2 separate regions of the Mus musculus genome follow, and region 2 is linked to region 1. A link is a contact called in public HiChIP or PLAC-seq data. All regions are on one chromosome and are shown on one strand. Each heading gives the region's core, a stretch centred on a gene start, on an enhancer-like site or on the middle of the called end of the contact. The rest is flanking DNA. Distances are from core to core; before and after follow the strand shown. Region 1 holds the start of Cxcr4 (chemokine (C-X-C motif) receptor 4). Region 2 has its middle 12 kb from the start of Cd55.

The links. HiChIP or PLAC-seq counts read pairs in DNA pulled down with a chosen protein or histone mark.
Region 2: an H3K4me3 HiChIP or PLAC-seq map of pro-B cells shows a contact between it and region 1, with 5 times the contacts expected there. The contact joins the enhancer-like site here to the promoter of Cxcr4 in region 1. A contact is called at or near these places in 2 of 39 promoter capture datasets (embryonic stem cells and hippocampal neurons), 1 of 484 Hi-C or Micro-C datasets (B cells) and 3 of 115 datasets of contacts at active chromatin or transcription factors (astrocytes, embryonic stem cells and pro-B cells).

The regions. Positions count from the first base shown.
Region 1 is chr1:128,590,379-128,594,555 of GRCm38.p6, forward strand. It overlaps Cxcr4 (chemokine (C-X-C motif) receptor 4), which reads right to left and starts at 1,921. Exons shown (of 2, transcript NM_009911.3): 1 at 1,811-1,921. The coding sequence starts at 1,831.
Region 2 is chr1:130,472,588-130,476,764 of GRCm38.p6, forward strand. No RefSeq gene overlaps it. Among named protein-coding and RNA genes, the nearest start is that of Cd55, 12 kb to the left of the region's middle. Within about 2 kb of position 1,849, at least 80 of the 459 cell types and tissues checked have an H3K27ac peak or open chromatin away from gene starts, as enhancers often do. A contact at or near this core is called in B cells and pro-B cells, where this site is marked.

The DNA.
Region 1 (4,177 bases), core at 671-3,170:
GTGGTATCCAGCGGCGTGGGGTTAAAGTCTGTGTTGAAGGAGATGGGATTTCTGTATGAGGATTAGCCAAAGGAGGAAGGAAAGAAAGAAAGAAAGAAAGAAAGAGAGAGAGAGAGAGAGAGAGAGAGAGAGAGAGAGAGAGAGAAAGAAAGAAAGAAAGAAAGAAAGAAAGAAAGAAAGAAAGAAAGAAAGAAAGAAAGAAAGAAAGAAAGAAAGAAAGAAAGAAAGACGGAGCTTGACGGTGGGGGTCCCCCAAAGACTCTTAGCTTTTTAGGCGCAAAACCTTGTTTTTCTCACGTCTGTCTAACACAAACTATTACATTTCGAGTCATGCGTAGTGAAGAAAGCTGGATAATGTGAAGGTCTTTGGGGGTTTAGGGTCAGCAGAGTGTTAGAAAGGAGCAAATAGCACTCCCCTACTTCACCCCGTGCGGCGCTTCTCTGGAAGGTGGGTCTCTCTTGCCAAACCCATGTTTATCACTGGGTGGATCTGGGACGTTAGAGTCACACTGTCCTGGGTGGGGAAAGTCACGGGGTCTGTACCCCGTGGTTTTCGCCCCCAAGTTTCACTTCCTCACTTTCCGGTCGCTTCCCATCCTGCAGCGGACCCAGTTAGTTACTGGAGTCCGAGGTAGGCAGCAGGAGTGGTCCAGACCGTGCGCACCCCGATGTCCGAGTCACCCACCTAGGGGCTGGCACCGTTGCCCATCATACCCAGGTCTACGACCAACACACAGCGGTTCTAGGGGTTCCTCCTGGCTGCGCGCCAGGATCGTTCCTCCGGGTGCGAGCGACAGATTGGGCTGCTCCAGCGCGAGCGCCTTTGAATTGCGCGCCGCCGGAGGAAACGGAAAAAAAAAAAAAAATCACCAAAGAACAAAACCCTCCCTAAGCGAGGGGGTTTCAAAAGGCTCAGGAAACCACCGACGGTTAAACACTGGGGCTCAGTCAAACAGTCTCCGAGCTTGCACCTGTTCATCCCTCCGGCGACCCGGCACAACCCAGGTGCGGTCCCAACATGCCCTCCTGTCCCCAACCGCCGTCATGGCCAGCAGCATCATGGTACAGACTTATGACCCTTTCTCAGGAACGATCCTAAAGGCAAGCCCGACCTCGGGAGGTTCGTTTGCCACTGCGGGGAAGTGGCGGGTCGGATGCCCGCAAAGCGCTGCTGCTCCATCCCAAAGCGACGTTCTCTCCGCGGCTGCCGCAGTTTGTGCCCCCCCTCTAGGCAAGCGACGCGGCAGACTAGCTCACTTTTCCCGCCGAAGACGGGCGCTCCTCTGTCTGCACTATGGAATTTCAGAACCGCACTCCTAACTCCAAGAACCGCTCCAAGACGCTCCGGTTCGAAGCTCACCCAGAATGTAGTGCCTACGCGTGCCGACTAAAGTCTCTAAATTCACACAATGTAAGAAACTCTAAGAAAACTCCTGTTTTCAGGAGGACCAGACGATGGTCTGAGTCTTGGGACAGAGGGCAAGCCCTTCTCCCTTTTTCAAAAAACTGGGACGTTTGCAAACAGCGTGCAAGTCGGCGCGCGCCGCGGGACTCAAGGGGGAGGGAAACAAGAGCAACCTTAGGAAAGCTCCATCTGAACCCGTCCCACTCAACTTACTGGCAAAAATATTCCTATCTTCCTCCCCCTATAGCCATGTTCACACACATAAAAAAAAATTAGTTCCCGCTCCTCCTTGTGACCCTGACACCCCTCAAGGTTTTAGTTGCTTCAACCCGCTCCTTAAAGGGGCTGAGCTCTAAGTTCACACGTTTGCACGTTTACTATAAAGTAGGATGCAAGTGGACTTACACTCACACTGATCGGTTCCATGGCAACACTCGCTCTACAGCCGTGGTGGTTACCGGAGCACCAAACGCCTCAGAGGTTTCACTGCTACCTGCTGCACCAGGCAACAAAATTGAAGTTTCTGGCCCGAACCGGACTTTTATAAAAACACGCTCCCGGGGCGGCGCATGCGCAGCTCGGACGGGGCGGGAGGAGACTGGCGGGGGCGGGGCGCAGGGCGCGGGCAAACAGAAGTCCAAGAGCCACTGCTGTTGTGTTTTAAGTCAGTATGGGTCCAGAGCCTGGCCGGATAATGTTCTCAGAGTTGGGGAAAGCAGGATGCCAGCCAGGGTGTTTCTGCGGGTCGCGCATCCATCCTTACCCACGTGGATAGAATTTTAGACCTGGAGTTTACGGGTGGAGAACTTGAGACAAGACTGGGGATGGGGGTGTGTGACTTGGAGCCTGCCTAACCAGTAGGCGGCAATGTTGGAACCTCCGCCAGGGTTCTATACTCTGAGCTGTCAGGAGTGATTACTACCAAAACTCTTCCAAGCAAGTGTGTGTTACTACATATTCATATAATGACATTAGGGTCAGGTGTGGCAGAAAGCACTTGCGGACCCATCCAGAAGCAGATATACTCCCAGGAAGAAAGTCACAATAGTGGCAACAATTTCGTGAAGAGATTTGGGTGTGTGTGTATGTAAAATGATTGAAATGTGCTTTATTATAAAGAATTGAGCGGCGAGGACTTTGTGTAATCACATCCTAAGAAATCCGCACAGAAACACTGGTTCATTTTCATTTCATAAGCACATAGGGGGATGCATCTAGTTAACAGATAATTACAGAGTCCCAGCTGGGAAGCTAGCCGCGATTCATGCGCAGTCAGTGGGCGCTCCACGAGCTCCAAGAGACCAAATGGAGCAGCCTGGGACTGCAAAGCCTGGCCTGAGCCCAGAGCTTTCGCTTCATGCCTATCTCGCGTCTCCCACGCAGAACACTAAGATGGGAAGTCTTAGTGAAGAGCTAGTTAGGTCAGGTTGGGGGCGTGGATGGCTAGGGAATCTCAGACAGGCTAAGGTTGCAGTGGGCGCCCAGACTGCTTCCCAGGCTCGCGCGGGATCCGACCGGCGCCGAGCCTGGGCTAGGCGGGGAGGGAGAAAAGGGTGGGGTCAGAACCAACCAGACCTCCAGCCAGAGACCGCGGGATCCAATGCCGGGGGCACTGGGGGTGGTGAGACATCCGGCAGCAGGAGCCTGGGTTGCTATGCAACCCAGATACCGCCCCCACCCCCTCCTGGAATGGACCAAAGGATAGGCAGGCCCAGACTGCGCCCTCAACTCCATCCCCGCCCCACTTCTCCCGTTCCTTTTTTGTTTGTTTGTTTGTTTGTTTGTTTGTTTTGTTTGAGGCAGTTTTATGTAGTACAGGCTGGACTCAGGCTCCGTATGTAGTTAAGGATGACCATGAATTTCTGATGATCCCGTTTGTCACCTGCCTAGTACTGGGATTACAGTTGTGTGCCACCACGCCCAATTTTCGTGCTGATAGGGCTTAAATCAGAGCTTTGTGTAGGCTAGGCAAGCAGTCTACTAACTGTACTATCATTTGCACCTCCTTCTTTAGCTAAGGAAGGCTTTCGGTTGGAAGTGCTGGGGAGCTGTTTTACAGCCTGGGAACTCGTCTCTCTCCATCTTCCTGTATGGCCTGGGCACTCTCCTTCAAAATGTGCTGTCAAAGTCCTCTTCTGCCCTGCACTTATGTGATCCAGAAAAGCTAAGGATGAAATTAGGAAGTGCGACCCTCAAAAACTGCTAAGTTAAAAGCCAAGAACTTCCACAAGCACTTTTAATTATATCCAATCATTACTAAAACATAGGCTCATATTTCCATAAACTAGTTAGGACAGACAGAAGAGCCCGTGGACCGGAATATCAGACCCATTAAAAGAGCGCTGGTGTTCAAGATCGGTAGCAGCAGGATGGTGAGCTGTGTCTAGCCTCCAAATTCCTGCATTCCCAAAGGCTAAAATGGGAGAAAGGGAATCTTGCGAACCTGTCCCTGAACGACAGAGAGTACAATCTGAGTAAAATGATTTGCATAATTAATATTTGTTGATTATTGGTGGACAAAAGAAAGCTTCTGCACAGGTCTCTTTAGCTCCTGTGAAGTCTCTTTGCTGGAGGAAAGCAGATAAAACAACAATGACATGCTATTTGGTGACTATAGAATTAGAGAAAAAAAAAGAGAGGGATTTTTTCCCCCTTTCAAAGATAATATTTGGCTTCTGGATTGGAAAAGACCAGCTGTCTCTCGCTTGTCAGTAGCAGGAGTGTGTGTGTGTGTGTGTGTGTGTGTGTGTGTGTGTGTGGTGTTTGAACAGC
Region 2 (4,177 bases), core at 599-3,098, 1.9 Mb after region 1:
CCAGGTTCTCTCGGGCAGGCTAAGAGACGCGGGAGGAGGAAAGAGGATTCGCCATGCATGGGAAGGAGGGAGAACCACTAGCCATGTGAGATCTTGGGTAGAGTGGCCATTGGTGGCTTCCCTGACTGGGCCTGGGGCAGCAGGCAGGAGATTAGAAAGGCAACTAAGCTGAGGGCAGATTTAAGGTGCTGAGCAAGGAGAAGGTAACCAGGAAACTAAATTGAGGGTAGATTTAGAGGTGTTGAGCTGGGTGTGAAGGTAAGGGCACATTAGCCGTGGGAGGCTTAGAAGATCCCCATCATTGAGCTAAAAAGCATATTAAAAATAAGGTAGTGTGTGTGTGTGTGTGTGTGTGTGTGTGTGTGTGTGTGTCTTTCGTCCACGGATCCAAGGGAACCAGGGTGGAAGCTGGTAGCAAGGTCCACCTGGAACTCCAAGCAGGGTTAGTAGAAACTACACACTACAGTGCTGAGATTGCAGACAATTTTCACCATGCCCTGCTTCCCTCTACATCTTGAAGTTAGTCCTGTCTGGTCCCATCGTCTACTACAGCTGCTCTGATGGAGGCTGTTAATGATGCTTGCATCATGAGTGACCTCATTTCTTGGGTCTAGCAGCAGAGAGGATCCCACTGGTACTTTTCACCTTAATATACTTCCTTCTCAGCAGCACCGTGTGTTTCTGAGTCTAGCTCACTGTCTGTGCCTTTCTAGCCTATTTTATTGCCTCCTATTTGTCTCCATAAATTCCAAACAAAATGCTTGACTTCTCTGTCCCTCAATCTGTCCCTGTTAGACCTAGTGGAGAAACCCCCACACAATTCCCGATTCAGCGTGCACCCAAAAAATCACAAAGGACCATCTCCTAATGTAATTACATGAGGACGTTTAATGACGGAGCTCTGGACCGACATGCATCCCACACAGGAGATAACGGATGTCGGCCACGAGGCTCAAAAGCTAGGGGTTTTTATGGGGTAAGGGGCTTAGGGGTGTGGAATTCAGCATAGCGACACACTATTGGCTTATTCAAACATTAACAGAAAGATTACAGGGCATCAGGACTTTGTTCCTGTGGGCTGGGGGCTTATCTTTGTTCACATAGCAACCAGTTGATGTATGACTTTACCTGGCGTCAAGGGGCAATAGACAGAGGGGAGGTTCCGGCCAGGTGGTGTTGACCCAGACAAGATAGCCCTGCTTGTACAATCAAGCTGTTCTTAGGAATGTCTTAACAACAGCCCTGTCTGTTCTGCTTTGTTCTCGGCCCCAGGCCGGGGCTCATAGACAACTTTTTTTGCATGAATCACAAGATATAAAATCTCATTTTCTTTTATCCCCTTATCCCAACATCTGTTACTCTGATGATATCCAGTCTTATACATTCATATGACATCAAATACTATGAATTCTCAAATCATATATTTAGTCTGCATCACTTTCCTGAATATATAAGACCTGGTTGCTTAGTTGGCAACTTGAGTAGGAGAGATAAAAGATGTTTTAATGCTAGAAAGAGAGAAAAAAAAAAAAACAAAAAAAAAAACCAGAGGTCCAATTTCTTCCTACACCAGTTTCCCGTTTAGTGAATGGCATTCCATCCTCCACTTAGGATGGTTTAGGTCCAGCTCCCAAGGGTCATCTTTTTTACCTCACTTTGTCTCATAATCCACCTAGAAATTTAACAAATATTATACTCTCCTCTCTACCTTCAAATTACAGCTCAAAGTAGACAGGATTCCCCTTTCACAATCTTATGCAAGCAGCCTTCCTTCCTTCCTTTCTAGCCACTGAGAAGGGGAGGTGTCTGCCACTCCCCTTACTCTCACATTCCTGAGGGCAGGTTACTTGGCAGCTGCATATGTGTCCTGGCTTCCTTGCTTTCAGGAAACTCACACACAGTCGCTGACCAGGCCCCATGGTCTCCTTCTCCCTTTCTTTTCTGCCCTCATCTCCCCAGACTCCCCCACCCAGTGTTAACTGGTTTCCTTGTCCTGGCTTTTGAGCTCACAGAACAGAATCCCAAACAGATCAAAGTCCCACTCAGAGTCCGTGACTACTGTTTCATACAGATGTCTCCATGCTTTCTATACATCCCTGAAGACCTTCTTCTTAAATACTTAAGGAAGGCCCTTTTATGCCATTGTGTTTGATATAGAAATGTACCCCACAATTACAGGTCTAGTACCTCCCTTTATATTCATTCCTTCAATGCTTACCACAACTCATAGCTTTTAATAATTTGTTAATTGTGCGTATTCCCACAATTGAGTGTGAACTTCATACACAGAAAGGTTTTTTTTTTTTTTTGTCTTTTGTATTAAATGCAAAACCCCAGACTCCTAGATCAGTGCCCTGTATATAGTATATACTCAATAAATGTTGCTGAATAACTGAATTCATGCACAGATTTTATAACCATAAAACTCCCATTCAAACAACATGCTTATGAATCCTCTTAAAATATTGAAGATTTGGCAACACTGGGCGTATCCTCCCCAGCTAACAGGTACCGGAGAGGGGCTTAGGAGCCATTTCCTTCTAATGCTCACCACCACTTCCTGTTATTCTCACCCAGGTTGACTGAGCGTGACCCGACTCTCCAGTGACACCCAGTCTGGGTCTGTTTGTATCAATGGGAAACAACACCTACTCCTTTCCCCAAAGGTAGTTTTCAAAAAAACAGGAATTGTTTTACTTTATAAAATCGCTTTATTATAACGATCTAAAAAAAAAAAATCAATAAACACACCTAGATTAAGGAAGCCACTCAAGCAAACACTTGCCCAGTCCCAAGTTCTGTCATCTCTAGGAACTTCTCTGCAGTTAGAATTGCCATTCTGAAGTGTCACTAATAGTTACATTTTAATGCACTTGTCCATGTGAAAAAGGAAAAAAGAATTTAAAAAAAATTAAAAAAAAAATACTAAGACACAATTGAAACCAGAAAGACAATGAATGTATATCCTCTTGTGACTCATGGGTCTTTTGCCCGCATTCCTTCCCTTCTTTTGCCTAATTCTCATTCCCTTTCCTAAATGTAATTCCATGTATACACACAGATGTTTGCATATATGAATATGTATATGTTTGTTCCAGTTTTTTTTTTCTTCTGAGTTTGGGTGCCCTTGCTTATCATTATTCTAAGTCCATCCATTTTTCTGCAAAAACTTCCCATTCCTTACAGCTCAGTAATATTCTGTTTTGTATATATACTACATTTTTGTTATCCACTTGTTGATGGACATTTGGTCCATTGCCTTGCTAGTGTAAGCAGAGAGACACTAACCATGGATGTGCAGGTATCTCTGTGATAGGATATGGAGCTCTCTGCGATATTCCCGAGAGTGGACAGCTGGGTCGTGTGGTGGTTCTGCCTTTAAGTTTTTGAAGAATGAAACTCCTTTGTGTGTGCACTGTGCATGCTCAGTTCATCTCTTTTGGTTCTTCTAGGCTGAGCATGCCTGCACCACTTTCTTTCCCTCTAGGAAAGTATGGCTCGGCACATACTGATACCACCTTGTACTCCAATCGAACACTGCTGATTTTCAGACTCAATGGCCAACTGTCTGCCAAAGACCACTAAGAGCATTCTCAGAGCTCCCCCAAGTCCATCCTGCAAAGGAGGCATTTTCTTCTGACCTCTAACCTGCTGTTTTTTCTCTACTGTGTTTCTAATTAGTAACATCACAGGACATCATGTAAATTTGGGGTGGACTTCAGGATCTTGGAATTGATCTTCTTTCTCCTCATCTCCAACACACTTTTCCCCCATTTATTTATTATTTCATTCTTGGGTACTTAATTACAATCATATCTATCCCTGACTCTTTCCTCTTCAAATCTTCCTGTTTCCCCAACCTCTCTAAAATGTCTGACCCCTTTTTCCTTCATTATTATTGTTACACACATGTACTCGTGCAAATTAATACCGAGTCAGATTGGTACTGCTTATATGTGCATGTGCTTAGAGCTGACCACTTGGGACTGGATAACCTATCATGGAGCTTGTCCCTGAAGGAAACTGATTCTCCTTCTCTGTAGCAATTAATTCCTTAGAACTCTTCATCTAGGGTATGACCTTTTGAAAACTTTCCCATCCACGTTGGTATGTCAACTGGTGTTGTCCTTATGCAAGTCTTCTTTAGCTAAAGATACTGTTGAGGTTTCATGACCAG